Regions from separate parts of the Mus musculus genome. Here all the other regions are linked to region 5. A link is a contact called in public ChIA-PET, Hi-C and promoter capture Hi-C data. All regions are on one chromosome and are shown on one strand. The core of a region is the stretch at or near the end of the contact, and the rest is flanking DNA. Distances in the headings are between cores, read along the strand shown.

The links. Promoter capture Hi-C pulls out the DNA fragments that hold promoters and counts their contacts. A called contact is a pair of places that touch in the nucleus more often than the background predicts. ChIA-PET counts read pairs in DNA pulled down with a chosen protein or histone mark.
Region 1: a promoter capture Hi-C map of liver shows a contact between it and region 5, with 3 times the contacts expected there. The contact joins the promoter of Btla here to the promoter of Nepro in region 5. A contact is called at or near these places in 1 of 39 promoter capture datasets (liver), 3 of 115 datasets of contacts at active chromatin or transcription factors (bone marrow-derived macrophages and memory CD8 T cells) and 2 of 9 other capture datasets (adipose tissue and liver).
Region 2: a contact with region 5 is called in a Hi-C map of bone marrow-derived macrophages, with 21 read pairs. The contact joins the enhancer-like site here to the promoter of Nepro in region 5. A contact is called at or near these places in 15 of 39 promoter capture datasets (the C10 cell line, the HPC-7 cell line, HPC-7-derived erythroid cells and 11 more), 2 of 15 datasets of contacts at CTCF or cohesin (CD8 T cells and the NIH/3T3 cell line), 34 of 484 Hi-C or Micro-C datasets (CD4 T cells, CD8 T cells, DN3 thymocytes and 23 more), 33 of 115 datasets of contacts at active chromatin or transcription factors (the 230-238 cell line, CD8 T cells, the SCID.adh cell line and 22 more) and 3 of 9 other capture datasets (adipose tissue, liver and pancreatic islet).
Region 3: a contact with region 5 is called in a Hi-C map of cerebellum, with 2.9 times the contacts expected there. The contact joins the enhancer-like site here to the promoter of Nepro in region 5. A contact is called at or near these places in 19 of 39 promoter capture datasets (the 3T3-L1 cell line, 3T3-L1-derived adipocytes, the C10 cell line and 13 more), 36 of 484 Hi-C or Micro-C datasets (B cells, the Ba/F3 cell line, the C2C12 cell line and 25 more) and 18 of 115 datasets of contacts at active chromatin or transcription factors (the 230-238 cell line, astrocytes, cardiomyocytes and 10 more).
Region 4: an RNA polymerase II ChIA-PET map of memory CD8 T cells shows a contact between it and region 5, with 24 read pairs. The contact joins the enhancer-like site here to the promoter of Nepro in region 5. A contact is called at or near these places in 11 of 39 promoter capture datasets (the C10 cell line, the HPC-7 cell line, cranial neural crest and 6 more), 4 of 484 Hi-C or Micro-C datasets (bone marrow-derived macrophages, cortical neurons, nephron progenitors and 1 more), 12 of 115 datasets of contacts at active chromatin or transcription factors (the SCID.adh cell line, acute myeloid leukemia, bone marrow-derived macrophages and 8 more) and 2 of 9 other capture datasets (adipose tissue and liver).
Region 6: a promoter capture Hi-C map of embryonic stem cells shows a contact between it and region 5. The contact joins the enhancer-like site here to the promoter of Nepro in region 5. A contact is called at or near these places in 13 of 39 promoter capture datasets (the 3T3-L1 cell line, 3T3-L1-derived adipocytes, cranial neural crest and 5 more), 1 of 484 Hi-C or Micro-C datasets (the G1E-ER4 cell line), 10 of 115 datasets of contacts at active chromatin or transcription factors (acute myeloid leukemia, embryonic limb bud, embryonic stem cells and 1 more) and 1 of 9 other capture datasets (embryonic stem cells).
Region 7: an RNA polymerase II ChIA-PET map of memory CD8 T cells shows a contact between it and region 5, with 90 read pairs. The contact joins the enhancer-like site here to the promoter of Nepro in region 5. A contact is called at or near these places in 7 of 39 promoter capture datasets (3T3-L1-derived adipocytes, the C10 cell line, cranial neural crest and 4 more), 9 of 484 Hi-C or Micro-C datasets (B cells, brain, cerebellar granule neurons and 6 more), 11 of 115 datasets of contacts at active chromatin or transcription factors (bone marrow-derived macrophages, cardiomyocytes, craniofacial prominence and 8 more) and 2 of 9 other capture datasets (adipose tissue and liver).

The regions. Positions count from the first base shown.
Region 1 is chr16:45,222,884-45,226,036 of GRCm38.p6, forward strand. Btla (B and T lymphocyte associated) reads left to right here and starts at 1,454. Exons shown (of 6, transcript NM_001037719.2): 1 at 1,454-1,578. The coding sequence starts at 1,470.
Region 2 is chr16:45,069,384-45,072,215 of GRCm38.p6, forward strand. No RefSeq gene overlaps it. Among named protein-coding and RNA genes, the nearest start is that of Ccdc80, 23 kb to the right of the region's middle. Within about 2 kb of position 1,503, at least 72 of the 459 cell types and tissues checked have an H3K27ac peak or open chromatin away from gene starts, as enhancers often do. A contact at or near this core is called in the NIH/3T3 cell line, adipose tissue, bone marrow-derived macrophages and 2 more, where this site is marked.
Region 3 is chr16:44,253,508-44,256,287 of GRCm38.p6, forward strand. It overlaps Sidt1 (SID1 transmembrane family, member 1), which reads right to left. Exons shown (of 25, transcript NM_198034.3): 20 at 1,444-1,520. Among named protein-coding and RNA genes, the nearest start is that of Sidt1, 78 kb to the right of the region's middle. Within about 2 kb of position 1,429, at least 25 of the 459 cell types and tissues checked have an H3K27ac peak or open chromatin away from gene starts, as enhancers often do. A contact at or near this core is called in cerebellar granule neurons, cerebellum, forebrain and 1 more, where this site is marked.
Region 4 is chr16:45,180,479-45,183,427 of GRCm38.p6, forward strand. Atg3 (autophagy related 3) reads left to right here. Exons shown (of 12, transcript NM_026402.3): 8 at 2,178-2,212; 9 at 2,343-2,498. Among named protein-coding and RNA genes, the nearest start is that of Atg3, 23 kb to the left of the region's middle. Within about 2 kb of position 1,538, at least 3 of the 459 cell types and tissues checked have an H3K27ac peak or open chromatin away from gene starts, as enhancers often do. A contact at or near this core is called in memory CD8 T cells, where this site is marked.
Region 5 is chr16:44,722,506-44,725,682 of GRCm38.p6, forward strand. It overlaps Nepro (nucleolus and neural progenitor protein), which reads left to right and starts at 1,796. Exons shown (of 9, transcript NM_145972.4): 1 at 1,796-1,963. The coding sequence starts at 1,858.
Region 6 is chr16:44,279,601-44,282,422 of GRCm38.p6, forward strand. It overlaps Sidt1 (SID1 transmembrane family, member 1), which reads right to left. Exons shown (of 25, transcript NM_198034.3): 9 at 2,195-2,288. Among named protein-coding and RNA genes, the nearest start is that of Sidt1, 52 kb to the right of the region's middle. Within about 2 kb of position 1,416, at least 10 of the 459 cell types and tissues checked have an H3K27ac peak or open chromatin away from gene starts, as enhancers often do. A contact at or near this core is called in embryonic stem cells and stem cell-derived epiblast-like cells, where this site is marked.
Region 7 is chr16:44,360,563-44,363,435 of GRCm38.p6, forward strand. The region is part of intron 4 of Spice1 (spindle and centriole associated protein 1); the gene reads left to right. Among named protein-coding and RNA genes, the nearest start is that of Spice1, 15 kb to the left of the region's middle. Within about 2 kb of position 1,544, at least 14 of the 459 cell types and tissues checked have an H3K27ac peak or open chromatin away from gene starts, as enhancers often do. A contact at or near this core is called in memory CD8 T cells, where this site is marked.

The DNA of each region.
Region 1 (3,153 bases), core at 204-2,703, 500 kb after region 5:
ACACACACCGAAAGAAGGAAGAAGAGGAGGAGGAAGAGGAGGGGGAGGGGGAGGAGGAGAGAGAACAAGAACCACTAGAGAACTATGATGGTCTGGAGTTGACAGAGTTTATTTGTGGTTTGGATGATATCTCGAGCTTTAGGATGGGTGGTGATTCAAGGCTTTTCTTCGAAACCTCTTAGGCTATTTTAGAGGTACATTGAGCCTTGTTTCTACTGCCAACAGGAGTTTTGCACCCCATTCTGAGCAAGGAAGGGGGATGAGTTGTATAAAATGAACCATAAGCAGGGTGCTTCCTTGGTCAACAGTGCAGATTCTAGGAGCTCTGCAGACTACCTGTATCATCTGGCGTACCAGGGGTGCGTGAGCATCAGCATGGATTGGCTGAGTTCCTTAAATTCTGGAGCGGCGTTCACTCATGTTGGTATTCCAGCCACTGTGGCTTATCTGGACAAATATGCAATAGGTACCCTAAATGGAGTTTGGCCTTGGAAGGGTACCATTAGCCTCTGAGGGAAAGATTTCTCAATTTCATTCAATGAGTTAAACTGCACAGGTGCCACCTCTCCATTTGGAATTACCAAATTCCTGTTGTTATAAGCTAGTGATTGAACGTGGGCTGCGTGCCCACAGCCCCTCAGCAACCCTGAGCTATCCAATTTTGAACTTTTTCCATTTCTTACTTTACTGCTTCATCTCGACAACAACCACATAAAGCATGCGGAAAATGAAAGTTTCCTCTAATTGGCACTCAAGTGCTCATTTTGCTTAGAACTTTAATATTTAGGAAGATCGTGTAGCTAGTACTAACGGCAAGCATGTATTCCGTTGATAGGCATCTACAGACTGAAGAAGGAGGCCCTTCCCTCTTCTGTTGATGAAATGCACCCTGTCAGTCATTTTCTCCATAACGTCAGATAAGTCTTCATTGGTTTCATGACAAGGAACATTCTCATCTTACTGTGCCTTTATGGGAGCATGGGGGGAGGGTTGTAAGATACATTACACTGATGAAGTATCATAATCACAAACTATAAAAAGGGGAAATATATGCTTACCATAGGTACTTTTTGTATGAATTTCCTGACCCTGATTTGATCAGAATCTAAACCTAAAGACTGTAACAATTTAGATCTTTTTTTTTTTAAGTTTAATTGTTCACTTTGAGAAAAACCTCAAGGTTATGCAAGAATGGTGGCAGAGCGGAAGCAAGGAGCCAGCTGCTTTGCACATCAGAGGGCTTGAAAGAGAACAGCAGGTCGGATCAGAAACAAAACCACAGCAGGGCCTCTTGCTCTCACAAATCCTTCGGACTACTCACACTGTCCTCTCCCACCAGGTCTCCTGATTTGATTTAAATTAATTAATTTATTTTGGCCTAAGATGCTGCTAGTGTGAATAACGTGACCCAGCTCTGAAGATCTCTAGGGAGGAAGAGGAAGTTTGCCCTTACCTGACACGTGCTGGGAATGAAGACAGTGCCTGCCATGCTTGGGACTCCTCGGTTATTTAGGGAATTCTTCATCCTCCATCTGGGCCTCTGGAGCATCCTTTGTGAGAAAGCTACTAAGAGGAATGGTAAGGGACCTACTAAGAAAGCTGGTTTTCTTCCTCGGGGTTCCTGTCAGTGATAGTTGAGCTTGCTCTGTGGAGAGGGATGTTCATGTCCAGGGCATATATAGCTCAGAGTGATGAGTCCCTTTTGCTTCTTGAAAACGCTCCAGGATGTGAGTGAAGTTAGGACATGCTACTCACCTGGCTACAGAGCAAAAACTGATCCATAGCTGGAGCTAAGTTTCCTAAAACCAGGTCCTGATGGTAAGTGAAGAGATTTGAGCAGATGTTATAAATGTGTCAGTACAGATTTGTCACTATTACAAAACTCTCTGTGGCTGCCATGCTAACAGAAAAGACTTGTTACGTTCATGTCTTGGTATCAGATGTCAGCAGGATGTTGTAGTGCTTACTGGGGTGGGAAAGCTTTTGGATACTTGTGGTTATAGCTGTGGCCATGGTTACACTCAAATAATGTTCAATCTAAATAGACTGCCTCCTTCTTTCTGTGGGGTATACTATGAGAATACTGTGGGGTGTACTATGAGAGTACTAAGCAGGCTTCTCGATGTGAGGCTGAAGAGTAAATCATGAGTGTCGCTTTAGTTTGTCTGGACAGGATGATTTGTGAATGGTCGCCAACTGAAAATAGGAAACAATTCTCCATAGTTTATGAAGACAAGGTCTGTAATGCTTGGGATCCTTGGGTTATTTATCTTCCACCATCACACGTGTAGCAACTGGGCACATTCGTGTTGGATTGAAAAATAGAACCACTGAGGTCCTGTGGAATGTCATCTTGAAATCTGGAACTGTGAGGTTTAGGATTCAATGATCTGATGTCACAAGACCACCTAGCCAAGAGCAGAGTAGAACTTCTTCTTAGTCATTCAAGCCCTTGTTTATTATTACCCACCTCTGAAAGACAAGAGGAGTCAAATATTAATTCTATTTAATTCTAAGGGACCTCTTGCAGACTGGACTCTGTGAAACAAAGGAAATATTTTTAATTTTATAGCACAATTGGGGTTGTAATTCGCATTATATTCTTCTACCCAGTATGTTATAATCTGGTATTTATTACGCACAGAAACTTGGTTATCAGGTGGGAGTATTTATTCCCTCTGCTACTTACATTATGAACTCAGTTAAGTTTCTTCTCCTTTCTTAGTTTTCCTTTCTTCATTAAAAAATATATAATTATACCTAGCAGTTGGCCTTTTCTTATACCTATAGTGCCTAGCTATGGTAAGTAGATGCAATTAAAGCTTGATAAATGTTAATGGTGACCTTTGCCAATAGTTTTTTCCTTCAGTACCTTTGATAAAATCCAATTAAATGAGAACTTAGGTTTAACATTAAAACCTTAAGTAGATCTAGTTTTAAAAATCGCCAAATGCTATAGATATTTAGTTATGAAGTAAGATTATAATGCAGGCATACATTGTAGAATGTTTAAATCAATTGAGCTAACTTGCCTATGACCTTACATACTTATCATTTTAAATTTACCAGATCTTAATTTTAAAATAATTAGCTGTAGTCACTGTGTTTTGACTAGAACATTTTACTTATGTCTAGCTCTGACTTCATGCTTTG
Region 2 (2,832 bases), core at 253-2,752, 350 kb after region 5:
ATAAATCTACGGTTCTCTACCAGTATTTATTACTGTGTTTATGAAAGGGCTTACCAAGTGCATACTCCTTAGGAGGGTCTCAGGAAAGCAGAAAGGTGACCTAGACAACTAGCCGAGCCATGGCTGCCCATGAAGGTGGGAGACAGGAAAAAGAGGCACTGTAACCTCTTCTTCCAGGTGAAGATACCAGCACGAGCCTTGAGGGAAGGCTGGGAAAGGGATTGGAAATTTGGAAGAGGTCAAGAGTGGCTCAGTTCAAAGTGTGCTCAAGGGAGACTCTAAAGCAGCAGACACCTTTGACCTGGGTCTGGATAATCAGGGCCCCAGTGGAATTGAAATCTGCAAAGAGAAAAGGTGATGGGAACATTAAAGGAGCACACGGAGCCATTGTCCACCTCACAGCACTCTGGCATGCATAGAGTGAAACCACGGATATCAGAGGACAAACAGCAATGGCAGGTAGTGTACCTAGGCTATGCTGCACGAGGCTCTGATAGCAGCAGCTGGCTCTCAAAGTTTAGGGACAAACTCCAGAGGAGCTTGAGTGCTGGGTTACAGAGTGTGAGCTGTTTCCAGTAGCTGAGAGCTATAATGGAGACTGAGCACAATAGCCCAACTGACATGGTGGGTTAGGAAGAGAACCCTACACCTGGGTGCTGGAGGGGCTGCTATGGCTCCCATGGTAACCCTGATGAAGAGTTTTCAGACAGGGCTGTACCTTGGTCCTCCTGTGAGCCAGGGTCAGAACCTCCCACCGTTGCAGTGGTCTAGGAAACATGGAGAACTTTTGAATTCAAGAGCACTGAGGCATGGAACAAACAAACTCCCTCTTCCAAATACTACGGAACTCATAAGATGGACGCAAATAACTCAATTCCTTGGTGAAAATCAGTGAGTCTTCACAGCCTCAGCACAGTTTGCTTTATCTGTAGTTTCAGATCAGAAAAATAGAGAAGAGAGAAAAAACAGTTTGTCTAAACACTAATCTGCTATGACTCAAAACCCCAATGAGTGCAAGCCAGACTCTACTTTCCACCCACTCAGGGCTGGGCCTTTCACATTTGGTAACAGCTGACCAGAGCATCTTCATGTAATATTGGCACTCTCGAAACTCCCAAGGGCTGGACTGAAAAAGCTGATCCAGACCCTGTCCTCATCCAGAACCAGAAAAGCTGTGGGGAGATGAGTGGCAGCTGGTGAGCCAATGGGCGAGTAGCTGATGGAGTGGAAGCTTCAGCTATGACTCACGGAGATGCAGAACAAGGCCAAGTTGCCCTGCCCAGCTGTTCTAGAGCTTCAAAACTAAATAGAGGAAAACCAGATGTTCACTTTTTTCAAAAATGAAATACCGACTACAAATGCAAAATGTAATTTTACTACCCAAATGCATACCACAGAGTACTTGCAGAATCAGAACAGACTTTTGCTAGCCTTCACGGGGTGTCTAGGGGACAAATATAGAGAAAGGACTGCATATTTCTCATCTCCTTTAGACTTCGTGCTACACTCCAGGGAGTATGAGACACTGTCTCGGTATGCCCACAGGGCAGCAATTAGCTTGTGTTTCATCTATTTAGAGTTGGGAGCAAACATAGGAACAACCTGCCTATTCCCAAGGCAAAGGATACTGGTTAAACAAGAGCAAGATAGGTAGTTAAGGACTTCGCCCTATGACCTCAAAGAAAGGTTATCCCATCAAAAAAATCAAAACCAAAACCAAATGAAAAACTCATCTGGCACGAATTTGCCAACATAGAGAAAAGCACCAGGAAACCAATCAGATACATAAGCTTTAGAAACATACCAAGCATGGGGTTTAAAATTGTTTCCATTAAAGTAAGCAGCTGGCTTTTGGGGCTCCCTTTCAGGTATGAATGTTATAATGGAGGCTGCCAGAGGCTAAGCCCTCTCTCCCAATGATGAATAAGTGACTAAGGAGCATGTACCTCCAGGCCAAGATCTGAGTTCATGAATTCTATAAATGATAAAGAAGATGCTAGAAAGGTCCAGGGGTGCAACGGACCACCCCAGCCAGGTATGGGGGTTCCTGGGATGTGGGTTCTTGAGGTCAGGTGGGTAAGGATTGGGTGGTGACAAACAGAAACAAACACAGAGGCAGAATACATACCACGAATGCATACCACACCCCATACTAGCCTTCACAGAGTGTCTGGGGTACAAATATAGAGAAAAGGCTGCATATTTCTCATCTCCTTTAGACTTCGTGCTACATTCCAGGGATTATGAGACACTGTCTTGGTATGCCCAGAGGGCAGCAATTAGCTTGTGTTTCATCTGTTTAGAGTCAGGAGCAAACATAGGAACAACCTGCCTCTTCCCAAGGCAAAGGAACCTGAGTGTGTTTTGCAGCTCTCAAGCAAGGGTTTTATACATAAGAGAAACAGGTGCTACAGCTCTGAAGAGCTGTGTTCAGTGAAGCAGCGAAATAGAACAGAAATAACAATAATCATTTGGTACATCAAAATACAAAATCATCCAAGTCTTACAACTTCAAAAAAAAGGTGTTTTCAGTAAAACATCTAGGTAGAATGAATATTGTTATGATCATTTGGTACATCAAAATACAAAAATTATCTAAGGCTAGTGGCAAATTCCCAAGAACAAGCTAATGAATGTGTGTGATCAGTTACTGTTTGACATCAGCTCCTGTTTCTCTGTAAATCTTCAAAACATAAACTTATACTGTTTTAATTCTTTTTATTTAAGGTTTTCTTAAACAATATACCAAAACCTACTTCCGATGACACACGTGCAGCCATATAAAATATTATTGTTGGGAAAGTTTTTATCAATACTATCTGATACATGATT
Region 3 (2,780 bases), core at 179-2,678, 470 kb before region 5:
AGGCCAAGGATGCAGATGATGTAAGTGGCCTTTCAGTTGGTTACTTTCCAAGGTCAATGGCCAGGAAACCAAGGCAGTGCTGGGACCCCACACTCTTAGGCTTAGTAAAGAAATGGATAATATGAGGACTACAGGGGAGAATGTTAAAGAAGCATTCCAACCATCAAACAGTGACTACAGTTTAATAATGTTTCTGCTATAAAAATGTACACAGGTGATAATGTAGAAAGTGACAGTTCCAATTGTTCTGGGTAGTTTTTTTTTTTTATCAACTTGGCACAAGCTTGGTCATCTGGGAAGAGGGAATGTCACCTGCAAAAATGGCTCCATAATTGCACGTCTCTGAGGGCATTTTCTTGATTATTGATAGATATGGTAGGACACAGCACACTGTGGGTGGTGCCTCCCCTGGGCTGGTGGTCCTGGGTTGTGTAAGAAAACAGGCTGAGCAAGCCATGAGGAGCGAGCCAGTGAGCAGCACCCCTCCATAGTCTTTGCTTCAGTTCCTGCCTTGAGGTCCTGCTTTGACTTCACTCAGTGGCTGACTGTGATTGGTAGTGTAAGGCAAATCAGCCCTTGCCCACACACGTGGCATTTGGTCTAAGTGTCCTGTCACAGCAACAGTAAATAAGCTATGACATCAATGAATGTGATCAGAAGGGATGATCTGCTCAGAGCCATGCCAGTTCACACCTGCTGTCTTGGTGAAACGATTACTAGTGTGAAATTTCATTTTCACAATGGCATCTGTTTAGATTATCTACAAAGGCATTCTGCTTTGATTTTCCTCACAGTAATCATTTCTATTTAAATGTCTGGTGTATTCCATGTGATGTCCGTCAAGGATAGGGCAAAATTCCATGTGGACAGCTGACCCGTGACTACTTAGAGAAGGAGGATCAGTTTCCTCCAGGGAGGAGTTCCCATATAATTTTTCCAATCCCAAGTGATCAGTCCTGAACATGTGTACATATATGGGCAATACTAAGTAGTCTTGGTGGGTTGCATATACATGTGTATGTATGTATATAGCTATTTTTATATGTAACAATAATAATTGAAGAGGTCATAAATTTGGAAAGGAAGAGGAAGTGTCGGGTGTAATGTAGATATAGTAGTCATTGGCAAAGTTCTAGAAAAGGAAATAAGACTAAAACGTATATACCATGTTAAAAATTTGGGGTGCATGTATGTGTGTGTATATATACTTCCTTTATCTTCTTTACAGACTAGCAAGTATTTAATTTATAAAAATAGGACCGCTTTTTAAAATCTTTTTTAAAAGCGTAAGCAATATGATTCCCTACTGACTGGAAGGCAGCCAGCTCAGGCCATCTGGTCCTTTGGAATTCTGGAGGTTTGAGTCACTGCCCGAAGCCTGGCCCTCCCACTGTTCCTCCATTTTCTGAGAGATGGCCAAGGAACACAGGGACATGCACGTACCATATACAGAGGTCTGCTGCATTGCTGGATACAGTCCGTGTAGAACACCATAGCAGCCCGCCGGAAGATTCCCAGATCTGTGTTGACACAATCACACCATGAGAACACACAGAGGAAATACATACACTGGGAAATGACCTGAGACTGGGGTCCAGGAGGATGCCATCGGCACTCTATTAAAGCCATTAGAATGCTTTGCACCTGACAGGTGTCCTATCAGGTATAAGTATATGATGTAGAAAATTATGTTGTTTTGGCGGGTGTACCATGCACATGCGTTATATGGCAGAAAGGCTGCCAAGGAACATGAATGGCAGACAGCAGACACCTTTCTGGTTCCTTCAGCTACGCTTCCATTGTTTACGGGTCACTCTGGTGGGGTTTCCTATCAGGAGAGATGTCATGGGATCCTCAAATCTACCTTCAATTACTTGTTCTCCATACTGGGAATGGAGATCTATCTTGTAAGGGTTCCAATCTACACTTCTCAACTTAGTGATGAGTTACTGAGTTCTGAACCAAGAGGTACTGGGCTGTACTAAGAATGGTTAGAAAGAACTACTAGGTAATGGAAGTTAAGATAGGGTGAGAAAAGCAGGAAAGGGTTTTTAAATGTAGTCCCACGTAAGTCATGTTTGGAATGGAAGGCATTCGGTGTGAGAGCTCTAGCTGCTCCCCTCAGAGTCAAGGTCAGAGGAGGCTGTCTTCCAGTGAGCTATTCATGTCCTGACCTCAAAGGTAAGATTGAGTGTACCCAGAGCCAGCACTGCTGAGAGTGGACCACAGTTCCTCTGGGGACTGAATTTAACAAAGAGCAAGGAACCTGGCTATACAAGAGACAAGAAGTGATGCACCCCAGCGTGGGTTGGGATGCAGAGTGGCTTCCAAGCCTTTCTCTAGACCATCCTCCCATGCAGGCTGCCTGACTTAGAAAGGAAAGAGGGGGCAGAGCTGGCAGACAGCAAGCTGGGTCTATGAACAGTTTAGACCCCCTACAAAGGGAGGAAGAACATTACCTGTGTCAGACACATCTGAATCAGCGGGAAGCAGAGAAGAAATAAGAGAGAGAAATGATCTGTAAGAAGGAAGCCAAATAGGTAAGCCGCCACTCGATTTATTCAGTTTCCCTTAAAACAATGGCTTTTACCTCCTATTTGTAAAGGTGATGTTTGTTCCCCACCCCTATGGAGGGCATGGACTCTGCCTGTCTCAGATTCTCAGCTCTTCCCTAAAGAATAAACCGAGGGCCTTTTCTCTTCCAATCTTGCCCTTGCTGTCAGACACCCATTTGCTCTCCTGAACTACCCACAAGGTCTAATTTGTAGGGTCTGAGGACA
Region 4 (2,949 bases), core at 288-2,787, 460 kb after region 5:
AATATATCTGCAATGAAGGGAGTAAACAAAGGTCTTGAGAAGGGAACATGTATGACTTATATAAAGTATTCTATAGCTAGAGAATAAGAAGAAGATAGTGGAGTCAGACAAGTAACTGGGAGCCAAATGGTATAGTGTCCTAACTAGAGAGAAGTCACTGAAGCAGTTTTCTAGGTAAAATGAGTTAACATTTGAACAGAATCGCTGTGACTGTAAATTTGTGGTTGTGTTAGTCAAAATTCTATAGAGTAACAGAACATATAGAATGAGTATGTATGTCTGTCTGACTATCTATCTATCGATCTATAATATAAAGGGCATTTATTAGAATAACTTACAGGGTGGTTCACCTAATACAACAATGGCTGTCTATGAACAGAAGGTCCAAGAATCCAGTAGTTGTTCAGTCCGTGAGGACACATGTCTCTGCTAATCTTCAGTGCATACCAGAATCTTGAGAGAAGTAGTATCTAATGCCAGTGACGAAATGGGCTTGCAAATAAGGGTGAGAGTAAGCAAACAAAAAGGAGTGTCCTTCTTCCCTGTCCTTTATCTAGGCTGCTAGCAGAAGGTATGACCCAGATTAAAGGTGCATCTTCTCACCTCAGAGATCTGTATTAGAAGTGGGTCTTCCCTGTCAAATAATAGGAAAAATCTCTCACAGGTGTGTCTAGCCATTTCATTTTTAGTTAATTCCATATTTAATCAAGTTGAAAACCAAGAATAGAAGAATAGTGAGAGGAAAAAGAAAATAGGAAACTTTTTATAACATATACTAAATAAAATAAAAATGCAAAATAATAGTAGCTTGGGCTAGGATAATAACATTGGTAGCAGTGAGAAAAATAATAATGTAAATATTTTGAGGGTAGGGTGAAAGCAATTTGATGCTGGATTAGATGTGAAATGTGAAAGGCAGGGTAGACAAATGTGACCTGAATGTCTGGAGAAATGCCATTAACTGAGAGTAATTACCTTGAAAGGAGTCAGGTCAGTTTTAGATATATGATTTGTAATTCCCCTTAGTCATATAGTAGTGTTGCAAAATAAAGTTTGTGTCCATGTTACACACCCTAACCCTAATGATGATTTCTGAGTACAAGGCCAGCCTGGTCTATATAGTTAGTTCCAGAACAGCCAGAGCTACACAGAGAAACCCTGTCTCAAACAAAACAAAACAAAACAAAACAAAACAAAACAAAACAACAACAAAACCCACACAATGGATGTGATGAGTTTATCTTTAATGGCAATGTATTTGAAAAGACAATGTCCCAGGCTTGAAATCTTTCCTACTTCTGTTACTAAAACATTGTTTAGTAAATTGCTGGGCTTTTTTGTTTTGTTTTGTTTTGTTTTTAAGTAGATGCAATAAAAGAAGCAGAGTAGAAAATACTGAAGAAGCAGCATCAGGAAAGTTAGGAGAAAGGCAATACAAAATAATGTGAAAGGCAAGGAAAGAAAGTGTCTGACTGTGATAAGTTATGTTGGTTTATAAGCGGCCTCTGAGTTCACGAAGGTGGAAACTAGTCATATAGACTTGGGCATAGTAAAACCGAAACCACTTTTAACTTTAAAGAATGCAGTGTAGGTGGTCAGCTGTGGTGTTACCTTATAACACGACTTCAGGGGTCTCAGTACCTGCCATCAGCTGTCTTGAAAATATTAAATATGAAATTAATTCCAGAAATATGATAGTTTAAGTTTTGAATTGCAGGTTTTCTAAGTAAAACGATGGCATCTTATGCTGAGCAATGTCTTTCATCCATGATACCTAAATCATCCCTTTGTCCAGCATATCTGTGCTGCATGCTATGTGGCTTCCATTGTAAGCACCTCAGTGATATCATGGCCATTATCAGTCACCACAGTGCTTGTGTTCAAGTAAGGCTTATTTTATTTTACTTAATAATGGCCTCGAAGGGCACTTGATGCCACTTGGGTATGTCTGAGAGAGTCTGGGAAGTATTTAAGTGAGAAGGTGAAAGCCCATGATGTGGTCAGAATAGAAAATTTTATACCGGGGGTGTAGGTTCTATGGTGAGAACAAAGCTGTTTATTAAATTTCAAGAAGAAAAAAGATCATGCTACTTGGTGATAATATATCAAACTAAAAAGATTAAAGTCTTGATACATTATAACTCAGTTAACTTTTTTCTTTTTCTTTTTTCTGTAAGAATATGAAGAGAGTGGATTGTTGGAAACAGATGAGGTTTGTAAATTTGATGTATTTTTAAGATAGTTCTTATGAGTGAACTTGGGTGTTAGTGTTTTCAATAATGGCAATAGTCTTACAGAACAATTTTTACTGGCTCTAAGTTTTTGTCATTGTTGTGTGACAGGCTACCCTAGACACAAGGAAAATAGTGGAAGCCTGCAAAGCTAAGGCTGACGCTGGAGGTGAAGATGCTATTTTACAAACAAGAACATACGACCTGTACATCACTTACGACAAATATTACCAGACACCACGGCTATGGTTGTTTGGCTATGATGAGGTAAAGTAGAAAGAAATAGAAAGTAAAGACTTTAAACTGGTGGATTTAATTCAATTTCTTTATTTGATCCATGAGTATATATGGTCTTTTAAATTTTTGAAGTCATTTTTTACAGTTCTATTATTATTGAACTTGATTTGCATTTAGAATAAACTATTCAGTGTGACAGTGCTAGGGATTAAATACAAATACTATGTTGTATACTGACTCCTGAGTCTTTTCCTCTAAGCTTATTGCTTCAAAATTCAAGAAGTTCAACTCTGTATAACTCCTTATATTTTGTCAGAATCCATCTGTGGAGTATATAAACATTTACAAACAGATTATGTCCTATAGTATTTCCCTTACCAATTTTTATTCTGCTGATATTGGATTACAGAATAATTGAAGTTAGATCAACTCATTTAACTTGCCATTTTATGACTTCATAAAAGGAAGTAAAAAATGAAAT
Region 5 (3,177 bases), core at 546-3,045:
TGCCCAGTTCCTAGAAGCTTCAATTTCAGTATGTATTGCTCATAGAATATAGAACACCATTCCCTTCTCTCTATTCTTCATTATGACCGTGAATCTTCCTTTAGGAAAACACAGACCTCTCATTCTTTCGTTCCTTATCTCTATCATTGCATCACAAATATATCTCTGTCTACAGCTGCCTTATCTTTTCTTTCTGGCTCATAATACAGCTTTTTTAATGTTCAAGTGGATTATTTTACTTAAACACTTGAGTCTATCTCTCCTTGTCTCTGAACAGGGGGAGATATTGCAGGATGCTATTGTAGTGACTTTGAACATGGAGGATGTGGACATGTGCCAAAGAATGCAGCAACCACTAAAAGTCTGGAAAAGTCAAGGAAACTCTTCTTTAAAGCCCTCAGAAGGAAACAGCCCATTAAACAGCTAATTTTAGCTCAGTAAGACTGAACTGGGGCTAGGAAGGCGTTTCAGAGGGTTGGGATGGAGAAGGGATGCCTCTGGGGACTGATCACCAAACACTGAGTTCCAGGATCAGCGGGAGAGCCTGACTCAGAAGCAAAGGTGGGTAGTGGTAAAGGAAGACCCTGACCACTACCCTTAGCCTCCAACGTGCACACACGACACATCTCCAACTAAAATATCTTCTGTCTTCCACAAGTCCAGAAACATTATGTTGATTCTGTTAAGTCTGTGGTAATATGTTACAGCCCAAATAGGAAACTAACACACAGGTAATTTGGTAGTGCATTAGAGGGGCATTTAAGTCGTTATGGTGTGAGGATAGTTTACGAAGTGTTATTAAAGATAGTGATCCCAGAGCTGACTGAAGAAGTGAGATTGTTTCAAAATGGTTCAAATGAAAGAGCAATTAAGCTGGGCAGTGGTGGCACACGCCTTTAATCCCAGCACTTGGGAGGCAGAGGCAGGAGGATTTCTGAGTTCAAGGCCAGCCTGGTCTACAGAGTGAGTTCCAGGACAGCTAGGGCTATACAGAGAAACCCTGTCTCGAAAAACCCAAAAAAACAGAAAAAAAAAAAAAACAAAAAAACAAAAACAAAAACGAGCAATTATCTGTAAGGAACACACAGGACAGAGAGCATCTCAGTAGGGCAAGATTACTTGCGTTAAATACGTCTAGTAAGAGTAAAAATTTGTACAGCAGGCACTGTTCTAAGAAGTCTTTACCCCCAAGCACACTGAGGTCTGAAGAAATTACCTTTTTGGGATAATATATGGTAATCCGCAGACATAATGAAGCAACTTGGCAGTCTCACTTAATGCCCACCAACTGCTCCTCTCCACCCTGCGAAAGAAACCTTATGAACAGAAGCAAGAAGGCCCCAAGGACTTAAAACGAACAATCACCAGTAATCAGTGATCAGAACCAGCAGAGCCTGGAATATTTTGTCGGAGAAAATGACGGTGATAATGGGTGGTCAAGACAACCTCTGGGTTTTTTGTAATTATTGAAGTTGAGCTATATCCAAGCTATATAGTTTTCCTTGACTACTCCAAATAAATCGTGACTACGTGACGAATGTCACATTTGCTGATATGATGCGAGTTCTTCTTTTCAAAATATCCGAGTAAGAGTTAAAAGGCTGGGCCTCACTCGGATCCATCAGTAAAATGCATAGCTTCGAAGTTGCTCTAAAAATGTAGGAGCCTCAGAATACTCTAACACGTTTCTCCTTTCCCAGCGGGTCTAACGGGCCGTGACTCCGCCCCGGGGCGGGCCCCACACCTCCGGCCCGCCCCGCTCCGCCCTCGTCCCCTCCCTCCCTCCCTCTCCTGCCCAGGCCGCTCAACTCGCTCACGCTCCGCTCGGCCTTCCCCGGCCCTCCCACGCCGCTCGAGATGGCCGCTGCGGTGCGGCCGGGTGCGGAGCCGTGGAACCGCGTGAGGATCCCCCAGGCGGGGAACTGCAGCACGCTGACCGTGCGGGACCCCAGCGCCACCCTGGGTGAGTGTGGCCGGCAAGGAAGTCCTAGCGTGTCTCCGGGAACCGGCGGGCGGGCTCACGTGGGACGGGGTGGGACTTCCTGAGCGCGGGGCACGCCGGGAAGGGGAGCGCCAGGCGGAAGGTCCGGCCTGGATAGTGTGGCATGAGGATTGCTGGCAAGCGCCTGGGCTTCGCCGTGACTGTGCTGGAACAGGAGAGCACGACTAGTCCCGGCCCTGCATGTGTAGCCCCCAAACGCTGCCTGGGTCCTGTGCTGTCCCCAAGGATCGGGGCTGTCACCCAAGTACCGTACGCCGGGGCTTCGGACCTCCGGCTTGTCTCTAAAATACAAGAGCTCGTTTTCCCCTTACTGGGCGAGGGAGTTACTCTGGTCTCTCGGTTCTTCTCAAGTGGGGAAAAATGAGATAGTTAGAGCAGTTTGTTTAGAAAACAGGGACTCGCAAAGAGATGTGTGTGGGGGTGGGGTCTGTGTTGTGAGTTTTAATTTAGTTTGTTAGTATATATGCTGTGGAGGTGTTAACCATATAAGAGGGATCGGGCGATTTGATTTACCCGCTCCCAAATCACGGGCCGGCTCTCGTTTGGAACGTTCTTCCCATGATCCTTTAGAAAAGCCTATTGGGTGGGTGGGACGAAAAGATGGGCCCATGCGTATGGCCAAGCCGAAATGAGGATTCTCAGGATTCACGTGGTAAAAAGCGAGAACCAACTTCTGCAAGTAATATGTTCTACATCTCCCCCTGGATTTAATGCTGTGCTACAACCCCGACCCCCCCAAAACGTAATAAAATATTCAAACCTAAATATTATAATGAGGTGGGGGTCTTTCGAATTGTGAGTTAATACCTGGGTTGCCTTAGTTTTTTGTTGTTGTTTTTGTTTTTTGAGACTGAGTTTTCTGTGTAGCCCTGGCTTTCCTGGAACTCACTCTGTAGACCAGGCTGGCCTTGAACTTAGAAGTCCCCCTGCCTCTGCCTCCCCAGTGCTGGGATTAAAGGTGTGCGCCAGAGCGAGAGCAGCCTACCTAAGCTTGAAGGATGTTTAATCACGAAGGGACATTCAGCTACCGGGAGACACAGCTACGAAATACTGTAGTTTTCACGGTTACATCCAACTTTTTGTTTTTGAAGCTGCTTTTGGTCCTATGACTGTCAGTTACTTTTTGTTATTTCTAAGACAGGTTTTACCCCAGTCAAAAATGGGGATAAAAAATA
Region 6 (2,822 bases), core at 166-2,665, 440 kb before region 5:
TTCATCGACTGTGTGTCTTCTAATTCCAAAAGGCCTAAAAACTGTCTTTTATGACATACTGGTTTTCTTTTAATGCAAGATCCACTGTCTTCATTTGCACACTTAACATCTCCTGTAACTGAATCCTTTTGTCCCCTTTATGGCAAATTTCGTGTCTGATGCTTCCCCATAGTTAGTTTCGAAATACACATTTGTGGGAGCTATAGGGAGTGAGGCTGGACCTCCCTCGGGGTGCTGTCATGTCTGGAGGCACACTCTGCTCACCTTCCCCCAGTGGTATTTATTCTCATCAACGGATCAGTGTGTTTTGTTTCTCCGCTGCATATTTATTATTTTTCTCTCTTGACTTAGTAATTTATGAAGCTACACTGTCAGGCCACACAACCACTGTACCCTGTTCCTTGTCAGAATCCCCCTCCTCAACTTAGCAGTCATGGGTGATTATTTTTCTTTGCATTAAATTTAGGGTCTGGCCCATGCTAGAAAACTGGTCTATCACTGAGATTTAGCCACAGACTTCTTTTCCCTTCTTGGAGATGGGGTTTCTCTGTGTAGCCCGGGCTGTCCTGGAACTTGCTCTGTCAACCAGGCTGGCCTCGGACTCACAGAGATCGGTCTGCTTCTGCCTCCCAAGTGCTGGGATTAAAGGCATGTGCAACCACTGCCTGGAGACTTCTTTTGAAATCTGGAGGCAGGGCTGCCCAGGCTAAGACTCACTCTGTAGCACAGGTAGGCCTTGAACTTTCAATCCCTTTGATCAGCCTCTGAAGTAGCTGTGAGTACAGACCTTGCTCTACTGACCATTCTTAACCTGAGCCAATGTTAGCTGTGATGTTTGCAAATGATTTTTCAATCCCGGCACTTCCTCTGTGTTTATCAGTGAGCTTTTGGCCCGCTATGGGGGAGATATACTCATTTGAATGTCCATGTTGCTGGCAACATCTTACTGATGGGGAGCTGTTGTTCTAAATTTGTTGGGTTCACTGGATATATATTTGTGGTTATTTAGATCTTTCCTCTGAGATTTTTATGTCTTCATATATTTCCATTTTTCCAAATGGCCTACAATGCATATTTCCCAATTAGTTTGTTGCTTCAATCCACCCAGGCTTGGAAAGTGGTGGATCCGGTTCTTATTTATTTTTTTAGTTGTGCTGAAGCTCAGACCCAAGACTTACACTCACTAGGGAAGCACTTCCCACGGAGTCATATCCCCAGGCCTTGGCCTTCTGGGACAAGCTTTCCATTCTGTAGCTCAGGCTGGCCCTGAACTCTCTATGTAATTAGTTCCTGTAGACTCTAAATTTGCTAATCTCCCCCCTCCCCCATCCTGAGTGCTGGGATTACAGGCACACCCCAGGTGGGGAGCAGGTTGGAGGCAACTTTTATAAGAGTGCGGAAAAAGAGTTGTTTCCTGGACTGAGAGATGGGCCTTTGTTATGCCAAGGAAGCAGCCAAGAGTGCTGCTCAGAGTTGGTGTGTGGCTTACAGTCTCAGAGCTCTCTGTTGTCTTTGTACACTTTGTCTCCTGTTTAAGATGAGAGGGGGAAACTCTATTTGTTTACTGTAAGCCTCCCGTCAGCCTTTTGTAGTTGTTTCTCAGAAAGCATAACAAAACCAGAATTCTCAAAGCTCAGCCCCGCAGAGAGAAGCAGAGAGTGTTATAAAATGTTATTTATTTACTTATGTTTAAAACCGTGTGTGTGTGGGGGGGGGGTAGCCTCCCTTTTCCCTGAAGGAATATTTTATTGGGAGATTGGTGCACCTGGTAATATGTATCAAAGCACATCGCTCCAGCTACGGACTATACCTCAAGATTTATTTTAAGCATTCGATTAACTTTTCGACAGAATGCTTCAGTTTGTTTTCAGACTCCGTGCTGGAAAGAGCTGGCGGTTCCCTTCAGTCTGTGGGATCTACAGAGAGGATTCTCAGGTACAAACTCAGACAAGTCACCTCACTGTTGTGTTTTCACAGTGAAAACTCTACCAGCATGCTATGTGGGACATTGACTTCAGATCTGCAAGTGAGCCAAACGTTCTTTCACTCCACATAAGAAAAACCTGCAGTCCAAGTACAGAAGAAAAAGCAGTTTGCCCAAGACCACACTTAGTGGGCCAGTCAGTGTGCTCCAAAGCCCATGCTCTGAACACCACACAGAGAGGCAAAGGGGAGGAAGAACCTGTGCACCTACCTCACATGATGGACAAGCACAACGAGCAGGCATCCCAAGTAGAAGGACAAGAAAACGAATATGCTGAAAAGACTAGATTTCACATATACAGATTCTGAGGAGAGAGAAACAGCTTTGGTCAGCTTGTCCTTGGAAATAGGAGGACTGTGTTGGGGACAGCACCGCTTATAAGATCGATCAGCTTCCATCACATCCATTCTTAAATCCCAATAATATGTCACTGGAGCTGAGCACTGTGGGAGGCCACTGGGATGCTACCCACAAGTAGCTTTGTAGTGACGACCTGAAAAGATCACTATCTACAACTCTAGAGTTGAGTCCCCTCCCTCCTCTCCTTGCCTCTATCTCTCTTTTCCATTATTTCTCTTTCCCCCACTTCTTCTTTCTCTTCCCCTTTCCTTCTCTCTAGTTCTCCTTCCTTATTCCCTCCACCCCCATCTTTCTGGGCTGTTGGGCCTCATACAAGTTAGGCAAGCACTCCACCACCAACAGGCACGCTAGCTTGTTTCTCTTCAAGAAGATCTGATCCTATCTGTACATTAAATACACTTGAGTATTTTTATGATGGCTCCCCTTGAGAGGGAGACATTAGCATTTAATGACACGATAGAGCTCCCCACACAGGACT
Region 7 (2,873 bases), core at 294-2,793, 360 kb before region 5:
CCATGTTGATTTATTATATATTTATTATATATATCCATTATAAGTTACGCTTCCTAAGCTCTTAATTATATGGACTTGGAAGATATTTCACCAAAGGTAGAAATTTGGTTCATAAGACAGTATAATATGTATTTTAATAACCCTCGAAGCATCATACAGGTTTTCAGTGTATCCACACACTAGGACATCCCTGTAGGGTGGAGGTGGTGATTAGATTCTATTGATATGCCAGTGTATCTTGAAAGTCAGTAGTTAGAAATAAATTTACCTTTTTAATGTCTAGGTTTGGATGTAGATTTGCCATAATTTATTATTGTTCTATTTGTGGACACTTAGCTTCTGGGAATAAAAGAACTCAATATAGTAACTTAAACAAAACACAGATTTAGTTCTCTCATGGAGAGCTCAGAGGTAGCTGGTAGAGGGTCCCGCAGTTCTTCAGCATCCTGAACACAGGGTGGCTGCTACAGTGTCCTTCAGTTGTTTGCAGGGCAACAGCAAGTGGAAGTAGAGAGTGTCTGCTACTCCTTTTATGCCAGCCATTGGCACTGTGTGCTGTTCTCCAGGACACTATTGCTTGGAGGCTCCTGTATTCAAAGATGGGTTGGAACTTGAGCTGCTTCCTTGATTAAAATGCAGGAGTCGGCTCAGGCATTGTGGCCCATGCCTTTAGTCCCAGCACTCATCACCAGGAGGCAGAGGCAGGTCGGTCTCTGTGAGTTTGAGGCCAGCCTGGTCTACAAAGCAAGTTCCAGGACATCCAGGGCTGTTACAGAAAAAAAACCTGTGTCAAAAACTCACCACAACCACCACCACCACCGCCACCAGGAACTTAGGAGTTGCTATTAAAGGGCAGTATTAGGGATAAGTAGTAGTGTGTGCCACTCAGATTGCATCTTATCTTGGCATGATAAATAATCCAGCAGATAGTCTTCATTGTGTTTTTGGGTACAGGCTTGTTTGTTGGGTTAATTATTAACAGAAGCACTAAGTCAAGGGCTGGTGCTTTAGCTCAGTGTTAGAGCACTTACCTAGGGTGTTTCAGGGTTTACTCTCAAGTACTGGGGGAAGGAAGAAAAGAAAACTAAGGATCAAAGAGCATGCGCATATTTTGTTTCAGTCACTAAATTTTTCTGTGCTTGTGTTGTCTGTATTTAATGGATATGATAGGACGGTAGGCATATCCCTGATACAAAGGCATGGTTGTTACCATGTTAGAAAAATAACACAGCTTATTTTCTATTGATAATTTGAAGAATTTACTACTTTTTGTTTTTAAGGCATTACCCTGTTAGGGTTTCATTGATGTGAAGAGACACCATGACCAAGGCAACTCTTAAAAGGGACAACATTCAATTGGGTCTGGCTTGCAGGTTAGGTTCAGAGGTTCAGTCCATTATCAAGGTGGGGCAGGGCAGCATCTATCTAGGCAAGCATGGTGTTGGAGGAGTTGAGAATTCTACATCATCATCTGAAGGCTGCTAGAAGACTGTCTCCCACGTGGTTAGGAGATGGGTCTCATTGCTCACTCCCCACAATGACACACTTCCTCCAACAAGATCGCACCTACTCCATCAAGACCACACCTCCTACTAGTGCCACTCCCTGGGCAAAGCATAGACAAACCACCACACACCCTCTGTCAAAGTAAAGTCATGGAGCTGACAGAGCAGTTAAGTGGAAAAACAATCTTATTAACAACTACATGCCCGGTGTCAACTATAATCAGGTCTCAAGTAAAACCCATGCTGTGCGCCATTGACGTCGCAGGAAACTAACTAAAGTGGTTAGAGTTTATTTACTATTTCTAGTGTGGGCCCTAAGCCCAGTATTCTGTACGGTGTGTGCTCTTGGCCTTTGCAGTTCTAAAGTTACTCTATGGAAGGTACAAATGGCAATCTCATTAACTGACCTAGCCGGCCGGCCCACTTGGCCATGGCAGAAAGGATAGCAGAAGAATGCTACTCACTTATATTTCTGTATTGTAAAATAGTAATTGCCATGTGATGTGATTTTCTCTATTACAGAGAAATTCCACTCAGCGTGTTTGATATTAGATGCTTTATTGATTTGAGTCAGGGTTAGAAAAGGAGCTGCCTTGATTTTAAGATTCCTTTCAGCTCAAGAATGCCATCTGGTGGCAGTAGGCAGAGTTGACTCATCTGTAGCATATGGCTTTGGGTTTTGTTGTTGTTGTTGTTGTTGTTGTTTGTATTTATTTATTTATTTAGGTATTTATTTCATTTACATTTCTAATGCTACCCCAAAAGTCCCCTACCCTCTCCCTCACCCACTCCCCCACCCACCCACTCCCACTTCTTGGCCCTGACATTCCCCTGTACTGAGGCAGATAAAGTTTGCACGACCAATGGGCCTCTCTTTCCACTGATGGCCGACTAGGCCATCTTCTGATACATATGCAGCTAGAGACATGAGCTCTGGTGGGGTACTGGGTAGTTCATATTGTTCCACCTATAGGGTTGAAGATCCCTTTAGCTCCTTGGTTACTTTCTCTAGCTCCTCCATTGGGGGCCCTGTGGTCCATCCACTAGCTGACTGTGAGCATCCACTTCTGTGTTTGCTAGGCCCCGGCATAGTCTCACAAGAGAGAGCTATATCTGGGTCCTTTCAGCAAAATCTTGCTAGTGTATGCAATGGTGTCAGCATTTGGATGCTGATTATGGGGTGGATCCCTGGATATGGCAGTCTCTACATGGTCCATCCTTTCGTCTCAGCTCCAAACTGTGTCTCTGTAACTCCTTCCATGGGTGTTTTGTTCCCAATTATAAGAAGGGGCAAAATGTCCACACTTTGGTCTTCATTCTTCTTGAGCATGTGTTTAGCAAATTGTATCTTATATCTTGGGTATTCTA